Regions from separate parts of the Mus musculus genome. Here region 1 is linked to region 2. Evidence: chromatin contacts called from public Hi-C data. All regions are on one chromosome and are shown on one strand. Each heading gives the region's core, a stretch centred on a gene start, on an enhancer-like site or on the middle of the called end of the contact. The rest is flanking DNA. Distances are from core to core; before and after follow the strand shown.

Evidence for each region. Hi-C and Micro-C count contacts between places; a contact is called where the count stands out from the background.
Region 1: a contact with region 2 is called in a Hi-C map of uterus, with 2.5 times the contacts expected there. The contact joins two enhancer-like sites. A contact is called at or near these places in 1 of 39 promoter capture datasets (hippocampal neurons), 1 of 484 Hi-C or Micro-C datasets (uterus) and 2 of 115 datasets of contacts at active chromatin or transcription factors (both in embryonic stem cells).

What each region holds. Positions count from the first base shown.
Region 1 is chr8:41,036,270-41,043,285 of GRCm38.p6, reverse strand. The region is part of intron 5 of Mtus1 (mitochondrial tumor suppressor 1); the gene reads left to right. Among named protein-coding and RNA genes, the nearest start is that of Gm16193, 13 kb to the left of the region's middle. Within about 2 kb of position 5,680, at least 24 of the 459 cell types and tissues checked have an H3K27ac peak or open chromatin away from gene starts, as enhancers often do. A contact at or near this core is called in uterus, where this site is marked.
Region 2 is chr8:40,653,276-40,659,882 of GRCm38.p6, reverse strand. No RefSeq gene overlaps it. Among named protein-coding and RNA genes, the nearest start is that of Adam24, 18 kb to the left of the region's middle. Within about 2 kb of position 4,207, at least 19 of the 459 cell types and tissues checked have an H3K27ac peak or open chromatin away from gene starts, as enhancers often do. A contact at or near this core is called in uterus, where this site is marked.

The DNA.
Region 1 (7,016 bases), core at 4,431-6,930, 380 kb before region 2:
TCTGGAAGTCTAGCTGTTACCTGCCAAGCCTTCTCTTAAGCCCGTTAAAATGAAATTTTTAGTAAACGTACCTGATTGGTGACTGGATTGGTTATTTCTTCCTTTGGGTAGTGTAAGCTAGTGGATTTCTTTGTGACAGAATAGTTTACTGTTAACAAAAACAACCCCAACCCCTGAAAAAAGAGCCCACCCAGAAACCAAAATCGGACTATGTGGACAGTGGTGTGTCTATTTGTGACACCAATCTTATTTCTCATTCAGTTTATAATTTTGAGTCTCACTGATACCTTTTTAACCGTAATTTTGATAGCATAGGGAGAGCTTGTGGTTTTTTGTTTTTAATATTCAGAATTTGGGGACAGGTGTTTTTAACAGTTTTAAAAATAACAACCTGTGATCTAACAGAGGAAATCAAAGCTGGAACGTCTGTTTCTTTGACTCTTAATTCAGTGGTGTGACCCTCTGACGGGGATCGCCAAAGACCATGGGAAAATGTTAAGATTCATAACAGTAGCAAAATTACAGTTATCAAGTAGCAATGAAAACAGTTTTATGGTTTGGGGGGCCCAGCATGAGGAACTGTATCAAGCTATAGTAATTCCATTGTTGTTGCTGGTTCTGTTAGCAGGGAGGTGTTCATTCAGGAGGTTGGTTGGGTGTGGGTGTGCTCGCTCAGCCCCACAGTGACCCTCTGTGGGTTGCCATCCTCTGACAGGACAAGGCATGGGGTGTGAGCAAGGGGGTGAGTTGCTTCAGTTCTCCTCTTCTCCTGTCCCCTCGGATTCTCGGATGCTGTGTGGGATTTCTGAATGGGTTTTTAACATCTAGTGAGCTGTTAATGGAGTAAGGTTTGTTGCCTTGTGATATTGTTTACCGAGTCTCAGAAGCAGCAGACCTGGTACAGGGCTAACTTTTCGTTTTTAGTGTGGCTCTCAATACATGAGAATTAGAGTTGACAATTTGACAACCTGTCATTAGCACAGTAAAAAAAAAAAAATGCTGTTTATTTTAAAGATTGGAAGTATTTGTTGCTTGAGGGTTTCGCTCTGTTGGCGTGTTTTTCATCCAAGTAATGAGGTTTATGTATATCTAGGTAAAGCACCTGGGAAAGTGCCCAGGGATAATAGTGTGACCCTGTGCAGTTAAAAAGCAATGGAATCGGTTCACCGATTGCTCTAATGAAGTCTTATTTCTTTCTTTCTTTATTTAGCCTAGCTAATAAATAGACATTAGGCATGTGAGGTGGTTTATTTCATTTCGCCCCGTTCCAAATAGTGACAGGACCTGCGACATCATTGGCTGTTACATAAAGCTCCCGAGACCACCCACTTTCTCCTCCCCTTTCCATCCCAGTCGGGAACCACAACAACCCGCGGCATGCACAGTGTGATGTAATTCAGGCTGCTTGCTTCCTGAGCTGCTCCTCACAGATCTTGCTCAGACGAAGGGCATTGTTTGTTAGCAACATCTGGAAGAGCAAACGGAAGCCTGGAGCTCTGGGATAGCTAACTCTAGCTACCCCCCCCCCCACGCACCCCCCAATCTGGGTGGCCTGGCATTAGCATGTAAGCTTGTTTTTCTCTGGCTGTATCTCTTGGCCTGGAAGAACCCCGAGTTGCCAAGAGACACAGTATGTGATGGTCCCTGGAAAAGCTGCTTCCCCTGCGAAGTTCTCCCACTGGCTTCGAAGACATGCTGTTGTCTCCCAAATTCTCCTTATCCACCATCCACGTCCGCCTAACCGCCAAAGGACTGCTTCGAAACCTCCGGCTTCCTTCGGGGCTCAGGAAAAACACTGTCATTTTCCACACAGGTTGGTCCTGCACAGGTCTGCTCAGCACCGCGCGCGGGGAGGGGAGGTCGGAGATATGCTGATGAACTTGCTCATGCTTCTCAGGTTTCTATGGAGACATAATTGGGCACTAAAGCCCTCTTTAAGGAGAGGCTTGACTGGTTACAAGGAGCGGTAATCTCCTGTGTTGGGCAGGAGGGTACTTTAGTTGTGTGCCGGCAGCTGTAGGCTTGTCTGTGTTTACCGATGCAGGATGGTTGCCTTGGAACTTTCTGGCGCTCTCCTCTGCCACCAAATCTGTAAAAAAAAAAACCAAACAAAAACTGAACACCTGTTAATTCACACCTATCTTCAACTGATTTTTGGAAATAGGCTATGAGCACATTGAGACAGGATTTCTCTTTGCACTGAGAAAGGAGCCGGTTGTTTCTGTGGTTTTGTTTTACAGTTTTTCAGATTCTCACTAGAATGGATAGGGAATAGGAAAAGAGCCCCACATTACAAACATCCCTAAAATCACCCCAATGCTTGTGGAGGGCCGGTAAGTGGACCACACACTTAGTTTTCTAAGTCTTCCTAGCGCAAACACTTGTGGTCATAGACTATTGCTGCTGATGTTTGTGTGCGACGCTGCTGCTGCTGCCACCTTTCATTCTGTGCCCAACGTGAGACATTCCTGGTGTGTCTGTCCCTTCGGCATCTGTAAGCCTGCCTGCTCAAGCTCAGGTGCTACGGATTGCAATGGTGGTGAGTTAGGTCGATCTCACTGTGTGATGGCCTAAGTCTCCTTATGCTTGATTGGGGCTGCTGTGTGTTGCCTTCAACAGGCTTGCTTCGTGGTCATGCGTGATTTTTCTGTGTCACGCATGTGTTTCCTGTGCACCTCTTGTTTTTCAGTTGGCTCTTCACTGTCCCTGCTGATTTTTTTTTTTTAATTCAGCTGACAGCTTTTCATTTTCCCAGAGGCATCTGCCTTCCCTGCAGGATAACCTGGATATATATATATATATATATATATATATATATATATATATATATATATATATTTTTTTTTTTTTCTCCCCAGCTTCCCTTCCTCATTTCATAACTCGCCTTGGCCTGGCATTTGCGTTGGCTGGCCTTTCCTTCTAGCTCTCATGGCTGAAGGTAAATGAACAGAGCTGGGGCTATGCCCAATCCAAATGCCACTGTGATTCCCTTCAGTCCTAAAATAAAAGTTGAGGGCCAATGGGGGAGCTCAGTGGATGCTGAGGCCTTGGCTTTAATTGCCCGTACCCTCAAAATAAAAATATATTACAAATATATAAAAAGGTAAAAAAAGTGTGCTCTATTATTATTACTATTCTTATTAATTTTTTTCATACAATTTTCACCCTATTATTTCTCAGCCTCCCCAGTTCATCCCACCTCCCTATGTATACAAGCAAGAGTGCTTTATGTTAATAATTTCCACGTTCCAAAATACAAGCAACTCTCAATATTAATTTTTAAAACTAACGCAGGGCCTGCTCTAAGGTAGAAGACAGGTGACATTTCTGAAGAATAGATTTTCATAATAAAGTCAGAAAAAAAGAAGGTCTGAGGGCACTGTGTCATCCAAAAGTGGCTCTTTCTGCCCCGGACCCTGCCCTCTCTCACTGTTGTGGAGTCTTGGTTACCTTTCCGATGGTAGGTTAGCCAGACGCAAACCTACGGAAGTCTTTGATAGCCTCACACTGACTTGGGAGGTTGGTATCTGTTTTAGTTGCTGGCCTTTGTAAGGTTAATGCATCTTTGAGTTTCATGGTTCCCTACTTCCTCCTCCTCTGGGTGGAGGAGGTGCTGGGGGAGGAACTGGGTCTGCTGCATGTTTGGCTGGTGCTCTACACACCCAGCCTTTATTCCAGTCGTCTTAACAGTGCGAACCATTGCTGAGTCAACAGTGGTTTCGTTGTTCCACTGGCTGATGGCTTAACATTTGATTGTCTGTAGTATTTTTGTGAAGCAGGTAGTTTGAGCAAAAGACCTAAGGCTTTAAAGACCAGAGTTTATCTAATAGTGGTGTTTTCATCACATATTATTTTCTGAGTTTATATAAGTATTCTAAAATCCTTTTGCTGAGAGTCATAATGTTTAGACCTAGAACACACTTAGCAGTGAGCGTGCACCGTATTTTACACCGGGAAGTCTGCGGCCTGGACACATGAACTAACTTGCCCAAGAGCACACAGTAAGTAGAGATGGGAACACAACCTGTGACCTCTGTTTAGATTTTTTACCTTAAAGATTTTTTTTTCTCCAGCTGCGACTGCTGCTCTGACTCTCAGCACCAGAAACTAGGGGTGAAGGTGAAACAAGTTAAGTTTCTCGAAAGAGTCTGAGGCTGAGGAATGGACTCGCTCAGTTCCTGCAGTGTTTCCCACACAAACATAAAGATCAGGCTTCCATCCCTAGCACCCATATAAAAGTTAGGTGTAGTGGGGTGGCCTGTGCCCCCAGGGCTGGGGAGGCTGGTGCAGGAGGATTCCTGGGGTTGGCTGGTCAGCCAGTGGAGCCAAATTGGTGAGCTTTAACCTCAGGGAGAAACCCTGTTTACAAAAATAAGGTGGAGAGGTAATGCAAAAGGCTTGTGAGGGCGACATCTGGCCTCTATACCACAAAGCTCACTAGTGCATGCATGCACACATAGGCACATAGGGCAGAACAAAGTATTGTAAAAACAATAATTGGCATTTTTTAAAAAGACTACTTAAAGAATTTAATTCTAATAATTTTCATTACCCCTAGTAAGACTCTTTAGAGTTCATCAGCGTCCTATCATTTTAAGGTCAGAGACATTTTCTAAAACTTGGTTGAAGACCTCATTGCGCTTGGCTTTATCTAATTAGCCTTGTGAGCACTGACATGTTTATATCCCTAGTCAAGGAAGTTCCGTTGGTTGCCTTAGTGATGGGGCTCCTGACCTGGATTCCAAGAGTAGCAGGAAAAGATGGCGTTGGCTCTACCAGTAACTTGGCCTATGATTGTCTTCGCTTCCCAGGGCCATAAAACGGCAGCCCCATGTTCTGTTCTCCAGTCTCTGGGCCTCAGATGCCACGAACCTCCCCAGCACTGGGCTGCACTACTGCACTTGGAAATTAATCTTAACTACCTCCCTCCCAAGTCCCATTAACCCTCTTGGCTTATTTCTCTTTATGACATCATGTTCTTATCTGGTCACCAAATATGACTAATTTTATTATTCATCCTCAGTGATCCACGACAACTGGTTATAAAAACTCGAGACCCCACCCTTGGAGGTGATCCTTGTTTTCACTCGACCGCCCTCCCTCAGAAACTTAGGGTGAAGCTTGCTCTTCTGTGGGGTGAGGATGGAGCTTGGGATGGGACCTGGGACCACCTGCATCCTAGGCAGGTGCCTCACCATTGAGCTGCTATCCCACACTGGCTCCCGTTAGTGAGACAGTAGCAAAAGACTTGACAGTGACCGGTCCATGCAGCTAACGAGGGGTGGGAGCTTTCTGGAAGGCTTCCTATTGGCTTAATGCCACCAGCTTTTCCTCTGACTCTAACCTGCTTCTCACATCACAAGATCAATTCGTTCATGTCTCATATAAGTATCTGTTGGGCACGTGCCATATGCCAGACTCAAGGCTTGGTGCTGAGAAGATAGCCAGGACTAAGTCCCACCACGGCCTTCCTCAAACCCATAATTGGGCAGGAGGCAGCTAACCATGCTAGGGTGTGGCCTGGGCCCTCAGGCAGCTCTTGGCACCTTTATCCTGGTGTTTCATGAGTGCCTTCCATATAAAGAGAATAGCGTGAAAACCTGAGAGAGGTGAGGACAGGTGGCTCCTTCAAAGGAAAAAAAGTGCAATATTTCTGAGCAAACAGTGAGAGCAAATAGGTGAGAGAGGGAGGCTGGGAAAGGAGCCGTGTTCAGAGCCTGGGACAAGGGCACAGGCCACTATGCATTGTGGTACATTGTTACTGACAGGTGTGTCACTGAATCAAGATGTCACTGTTTTCCGTAAGGGCTGGAAGAAGGAAGGCCGTCCTGTAGCGATCTTGTGTGGCACATAGGTGAAGACTGTCAGGAGGATCAGGAAGCAATCCTGAAAGTCTGGTATGATCTCGCTAGTTGTCTCGAGTTTCTGTCAAGAGTTATTTCTTGACAAGAGTATTAAGCTAAGCCAAGTGTATTTTCAGTTTTTTATCACGGCACACCAGGTCGGTCCCAGTTTTATGATGGCGCAGAGAGGGTAAGGGAAATACACTTCTGAGTATAAGTACTCCTCCCCTCTCAGTCAGCTTTCCTTCTAAGCTGGAAGTAAACTGATGTGTTTATAAAAAGATTACGAGAGGGGGGAAATGTTCTATGGTGGTGTAGTCCGGCGTGGGGGAAAGGGGATGCCTCTGTGGGCCCATGGTGAAGCACCCCTTTCCCCCGCCCCCCAGGGACCAGCCACAGGAAGATATAGTATAGAATAGGGTTTATTAAGGACATGGGGAGTGGACTTAAGAGGGTAGTAGAGGCAGAGAAAGAGAGGGAGGGAGGAAGGAAGAGAGAGAGAGAGAGAAAAGAGAGAAGTAGAGGCGGGCCATGAGCAAGTGGAGAGAGAGGGAGAAAGGGACAAGAGGCAAGAGAGCAAGAAGGGGTCAAACAGCCCCTTTTATAGTGAGTCAGGCATACCTGGATATTGCCAGGTAACTGTGGGGCGGGGCTTAGACTGAATGCTAGCAGAAATCCATATTAATTATTCCAGGTTGTATATCTTAATCCTCAAATACTCTGACTGGAGTAAAAGCAGTTAATTACCCTAAGGATTTTGGGTTGTTTGGGCTGAGCTAGGGAGATTAAAAGTGATTGTTGTACCAGTAGCAGTTTCCTTCCCATTGAAACACTCCCTCCAGCGGGGAAGCTCTTTAAGACTCAGGAAGTCCCTGAAACTGACCAGATGGCACTAGGCTCCCCCCACCCCCCAGCAGTTAGGACTCCTCAGACCCTCTCAGAAAAGCAGAGCTGCCAGAAAGAGAGGTTGAGCTGCCTGCTGGCCAGGCAATGAGCCTCTGGTTGCCAGCTTTTATCAGCTTTTATTTGGAGTGGGCTTTTGGTAATGTGGCTGTCTTTGAGTCATTTCTGCTCCTGTAAATAGCTCCTTTCACCCATACTCCTGTAAGTAACCCCAATAAAACTCATCTGTGCACTGAGTTGGACATTGGTGGTGGTCTCAATTTGATCCAT
Region 2 (6,607 bases), core at 2,958-5,457:
TCTCCGCTTATGGATCCACCTCTCCCGTAGAACATTTCACTCGCTAAAGGGATTAGATTTTTATTCTTATAATAAAAGTCAAAATAGCACAGTGGGAGTTTCTTCAATAATTTAAAATAGTTTTCAAGGTGCAAAAGAACCATAGTTTGGGGGTTCTCTGGTGAAGAGAGAAAAACCACCAATGAACCTAGAAAAATAATCGTGTTATCATTGGATAAGATCAGAGGATTGTTATTAGCTCCTAATAATTAGAAAATAATTATTATGACAAGAAAAGGCTGCACACCATTGAATGTTACCGACAAGATGTACAATCTTCCATAACACAAAATAAAAGTTTTATCTTGTAAAAGCAATGTCCTTTCCACTAGAATCTTCCCCCAGAAAACTAGGTGGTTAGCCATGCTGGCTTTCCACACATCTCAATTGGAATTGAATAATCACTGTTGACTTAAAGTGTCAAACAACTTGTGACACAGGTATCCCGAAAAGCTTTGTCACTTGACGCACTTTCAGTTGGCCTTGGCTGTGGAGATCAATGAAGGAAAACAAACTCTAAAGTGACTGTTCACTTGGAACAGAGTCACCTGACCGTCAACAGGCAAGGTTATACACACAGTAAAGGTGATCAGCTCCCTCAACGGTAGTAACGTCAGTGTAGGGGGAATTCCGTGGAGGGAGAGGACATTTAGGCTGCAGTGTGTCACCATCGTCAGAGAAAGGGGATTGACTTACACAGTTTGTCAGGTGCCATCCTGCTTCATAGCACAGTTTGCATCCCATGTGTCTTGCCTCACTTGGTATTTCTGCTTACCCAGAAAACTCATCATGAAAAGAAAGCTTACCTCTTAATCACAGCCTAAGGGGGTGCCCCCTTCTAACCCAGACGCCACGGGAAACATTGCAGTGTTGCCTGGCATTGCAACCCTTTGGGTTAAGGAAAAGGAGCACTAGGAAGCTGTGAACCCAGGCAATCTGGAGAGGGAACCCGGCTCTTGGTACTCATGTTATGCCTTGGGCTGCATCTTGAAGAGAAAGTGAATCCAGGGCTCTAACATTGTCTTTATAAACTAACATACAGGAGGCGAAAGAAAGCTTTGGGAAGTTACCCTGGTTGGTTTACAGAGAAAGGTGGGGATCAATGAGAATGTTTTAGAGCATTTTCCCAGTGTGGGTGGTAGGATTGTTTTTGTTTTGTTTTGCATCTTAAGTGTTAGGGCATCTCAAATCTTGGAGGATGGAGAGAATAATATAATGGTGCATCCATGTGTCATGTGTTCTGGCTCAGATAGGACTCAAAGTTTGTAATAGACTCACAAATGCCTGGAACGCACCAAACTGATCAGATGAGGTCGCAGAAAAGGGTCTCCACAGACTGTAGAGATGACTCAGTGGTTAAGAGCACATGCTGCTCTTGGGGAAGACCCAAGTTTAGTTCCTAGCACCTATGTTGAGCAACTCACAACCCCCTATCACTCTGGCACCAGGGAATCTAAGACCATCTTCTGTCCTCCATGGATAATGTAGTTAAGTGAATATATACACAGTTAAACATAAAAACAAAAAGATCTGAGATTTTTCAGTTACTTTCTGCTAATCCAAAGAGATATATATTCATAGATATGTATATGCATATATATACGTGTGTATGTGTGTGTGTGTGTGTGTGTGTGTGTGTCTTCTCCTGGCATGTCTAGGCTTCAACATACATATGAAATAGCATGGGTCGGAATGTCTCAGATGTGCCATGAAAAAGCATGCTTTTTGTATTATTATTACTGTACTATTTTATATGTATGAGTGTTTTGCCTGCATGTATGTCTGTGCATCATGTATGTGCCTACTACCCACAAAGGCCAGAAGAGAGTGTCAGATTCTTGGACATCTGTGGGACAGACTCCCAAGTGGGTGCTGAGAATTGAAACCAGGTCCTTTGGAAGAGCAGCTAGTGCTCTTAACTGCTAAGTTATCTCTCCAGGCCAGCCTTTAGTATTCTCAAATAATTCTTTCCATAGCCTTCAAGTAGTTATTAAGATCTTTTTGTCAATTTCCTTAGCATGAAATTTTAATCAAGTTTTCTGAGTTTTCTTATCTGTGTTCTAATAAATGTGATCATCTAAATTTAAATATGTGTATGTACATTGTGGGGTTGGTAGTATAGTTCATTGTAGAGCAAATGATATTAGGCTCTGAAGACACTCTTCTCCACGCCCCCCAAAATAAACAAGTGAAAATCCCCAAACTAAAATAAAACCATTTTTAGAAGAAATAATAAAACAGACCAAAAGAATTTCTGATGTGTCTTCAGATATAGATATTCAAACGTTGTATTCCTTTTATGTTTCTTGGGGGTAAGAACAGTAACACTCTACATGGGAAGATAGGTCTTACCTCTATAGGAAATAAGAAAACAAAAACTAAAAGACATTCTTATATATGTCTAGAGTTTGAAAGCATTCTTTGAACTAGAGGAGGGAACAGATATTTAAAAAATTAAGTCTTTTGTGCTCTTTTCCAGGGAACAACTATTTACTATAATAAAGAATTGCATATATTAATACTTAAACTTTACAAGGAAGACTTGAAACTTACAGCACAAGTTTCAATACAGCACCTCTTAGTCCTGAAGATTTTCCTGTTTGCTACATTTAGTTTTGCTTTCATGAATGCTTGTGATTTGCTCCTACCAAGTTTTATGTGGGTTTGAGCCCTATCCAAAGATCTGTCCAACATTTCTAGTGAGCTCCACTGTCTGACAGGTTAGAGCTTAATCCCATAGAGGATGGATATCTGCCATAGTTTGCCTCATTTTAAATAGACAGAGAGATAGTGGACAGGACAAACAGGAAACCAATGCTGGGGCCTCACGTCACAGTTTGGGTGATTTATCAGAAATGCCATGTAGGGTTCCCAGAGTAAATATTTCCAAATTTAACACTGCATTGAAACACCTGAATGGAGCTAATGTTATAGAATTAAATTTAAAGAATTTGACATCTTGTACTTGATGTACCTTCGTGAAACCTCTCTCTCTCTTTCTCTCTCTCTCTCTCTTTCTCTCTCTCTCTCTCTCTCTCTCTCTGTGTGTGTGTGTTTAGCATATAACTTCAGACTCTGTTCTTCTTAGTCCCTAAAATACTGAATGCGAGATTTCCCGCCTCCCACCTCTCCGTGAGGACACTGTATATATGGGTGCACGTGGGCATGCACAGCCTTGTGAAGGCCAGAGGATATGCTCTGCCTGCCCCCAAGATTAGGATTAGTGTTTGCACACCAGGTCCTCAGAATTGAACTGTGTGCATCCTGCTTTTAGGGTAAGGACTTCCCTAATTAAGCTATGATATCAGACCTTGGTGTATGATATTACGTAAGATATTCCTATGTAATATCATACATAGAACCACAAAGTTTAGAAACAATAGCAAGGCTGAATTATACCAACACAGGACAAAGAAACTTCATACAAAATAAAAAGACAGACGTAAGCAGACTTTTTGTTTTTACCTTAAATGAACTGAACCCAATGGTTAAAAATATTTTGAGCTGGATGCTGAGCGACCTTCTAAGCTTTGAACTTGATTAATAGTAGGTTGCAGTTAATAATTTATTCAGCACACATTAAAGAGTTTAAAAAAGATAAGCACCCGTTCTAATGTAGTTTATTCTCTAAAAAATACAGAGCTTAAATTTTTTATTCAAGTAATTATTTCGCCTAAGATGTGACTCCTGAGACTGTATTGGCTACAGTGATGGTCTGGATAGTCACGTGATCAACAGTTGTCAATCACTGATTAAGTAAGCAGCAAGTACCAGGATAGGTGTTAGATCTATAAAACTGGGGAGGTCTTGTAACAGAATACTGTAACACAATGTAGCCAGTGCTGAGGTTAGAGTTCTGGCTGAGGTCTCCAGGAGAACATGAGGTCAGGACAAAGCGCTACCTCAGAGAACTGGGAAAAGCCTCAACAGAAGAGGGGACTTTGAACTGCGTTTTGAAAGACCAGCAGACAATTTCCAGAGAAGGAACAACTGGACATTCCAGCTCCCAACTCTCCCAAGACACAGTTTTAATCTGACCAAACTTTTACTCATAGCTAACTCTGAGTGTCTTGTGTGGCGGTTTGAGTGCTCCGTAGGAGACAGGATGTGTCGGGGAGAGTCGCCCAAAGGATCTCAAGAGTTTCCATGATCCGATGAACTCCAGTGGTGGGAGGGATCTGCTCTTAGTTGGAAGAAAAGAATTCTTGGGGTGAACAGGGTGTGGGACTGTTTCCACAGGAAGGTCTGCAGCTGCCTCTCACAGCTACATTAAACAGCAAAAAGCAAACACTTTCTTCTATTCTTAGCACGCTTTCTTGGCACACGCGTCCAGCTCTGGAAGGATGAAGACAGTTTTCTCCAGTCATAGATGTGTCTTCTTGTTTTGTTTATTTCTTTTCTTCTTTTCTTTTTGTTTTTAATTTTGTTTTGTTGTTGTTGTTGTTTTTAAATCAGCCTTCCTCAGCAACTGGAAAGCCTTTGTCCCAGTCTCATTCTGCGGCAGAGAAGTGCACTTTAAAACGAAGCAATTCACTCCCAAGAAAAAGATATTCCTGCTTATTGTCATTTAACTACAGATTAGTGATGTGCAGGAAATGCAAGGCCCACTTCCCAGGTAGAGCAACAGTTCTCAGTCTTCCTAATGCTGCAGCCCTTTATACAGGTTCCTCACGCTGTCGGGACCCTAAGCATAACCTTACTTCGATACTACTTCCTAACTGTACTCTTGCTACTCTTATGAATCTCAATGTAAGTATCTGATGTGGGACCCCTGGGAAAGGGTCGTTTGACCCTACAGGTTGAGAACACATGGAGTAGAGTGTGCTTGGGACTAAAGCTCTTTGCAGATTCAGAAAACAAAGTGGTCTGAGAGTGAATGGAATGGATCAGATGACTAACTGATGTTCAGCTAGTGAATGAAAGAGAAGCAAGCAAAAAAACAACCTTATAATACATAGTCTCAACAAAAAACATAAAAATTGAAAGACAGGCAGGGAATTCTGATTTCAGTGTGTCATATTGAGTATTCACCTTCACAAAGGAGAGGTAAGTTGCTGATAATTTAAATAATCTCCATTTTTACTCCTCATGAACAGTGTTTGGGGCTATAGTTTAAATCTTAAATCAAAGACAAAACCCTAGAAAAGAGTAATTACTCATCCAAATGATATTTATCTTTTTTAAAAGTTTTTTAAAATTTATTACGTGTGTGTGTGTGTGTGTGTGTGTGTGTGTAACTGTGGGGCCAAAACTTCATGCTACAGTGTGCTTGTAGTTAGAGGTCCACTTGAGAGAGCTGGTTCTTGCCTTCTAGCATATGGGTCCTGAATATAAAACTCAGGCCCATCAGAGTCGGGGACAGCCACCTTTCCTCACCCAACCATCTCACTAGCCTTCCATTAAGTCTTTTGAATAAAGTTTTACAAAGTAATTAAAAGAAAATCATAAAAAGATAGTGATCCTATTTTTAACTTGGATTTTACCTAATTTACTTATTTAGTCTCCAAGGTCCTATCGAGAACTTGAGATGTTTTAATTTTACCTGGTTTTGGACCTGGTACTTGCTAGGCAAGCTAAGCACCCTAAGCTACATCTCTGCCCCTTCATTTCACTTCTTTGGCATTTGTAACTAAAGAGCGACAATTGTTTTGGCACACGCAATTTCATCTCAAACACTCCCTGCCTTAAATGAACACAGGCCTTACTTGAGTAGACAGCTTTTGTGTTTTTCTGTTCTGAGCTGTTGAGAGGAGAGCTCCTTCAGAATTTTTCCTCTTTCTAAGGCTTTATAGCCATTCTTTGGGGCTCGATTGAGGCCATCTTCGTCGCCATCTTCGTCGTAATCCATTCACCTGAGGTGCTCTTGTTGAATGGCTGTTTTCACTGTGCAGTCCTTGGCTTTCTGTGACCCACCAGCTAAGCTTGCAATTGTTTGCCATTTGTTAACTGCCCAACCTCTTACACAGTTGGCTTTCAGAGTCCTGGTGTGGGTGCTGGTTTTCCTCAGGAAGGTCGTTGATGCGTGAGGACAAGACCTTTTCTTCCTGTGGCTTCCACAGAGTTTAGCTCAGCAAATATTTGTTGATCTGAATAATTGGCTAATTCAACAAACGTTTAACAGACAGCTACCATGTGAAATGAACTCACATAGACCCTGGATCTTCTCCTACGTTTCTCTTAGAGGCTGCCAGCAACGCCAAGTCTTTTAGACTTTAAAATCTTCATAGTTTATTCATGAGCCAATAATTTCCGTAAGTTAATCATTTGAAATTTTTGTATTTGGCATAAAGGAAGAGTGGGGGAGAGAGAAAGGGAGGAGATATTGAAACATGTTGTATGCCCGCCCGCGGCCTACTTGAATCGGGTACACCTGAGAGGTAGGCTGGGGCTGAAAAGAGAGAAACTAGAGAGAGAAAACGGAGCCAAGACAAAGGTACTGATCAAGCTAAGAGAGTGTGCTTATAAGGGGGAAGGCCCATCCCCCGTAAGTCCATTCTTGGTATCTGGAGATAGATAGGATGTTCCTCCAGAATATCTCAAGGGCCTCGCAGCAGGTAGCAGTGTCTTG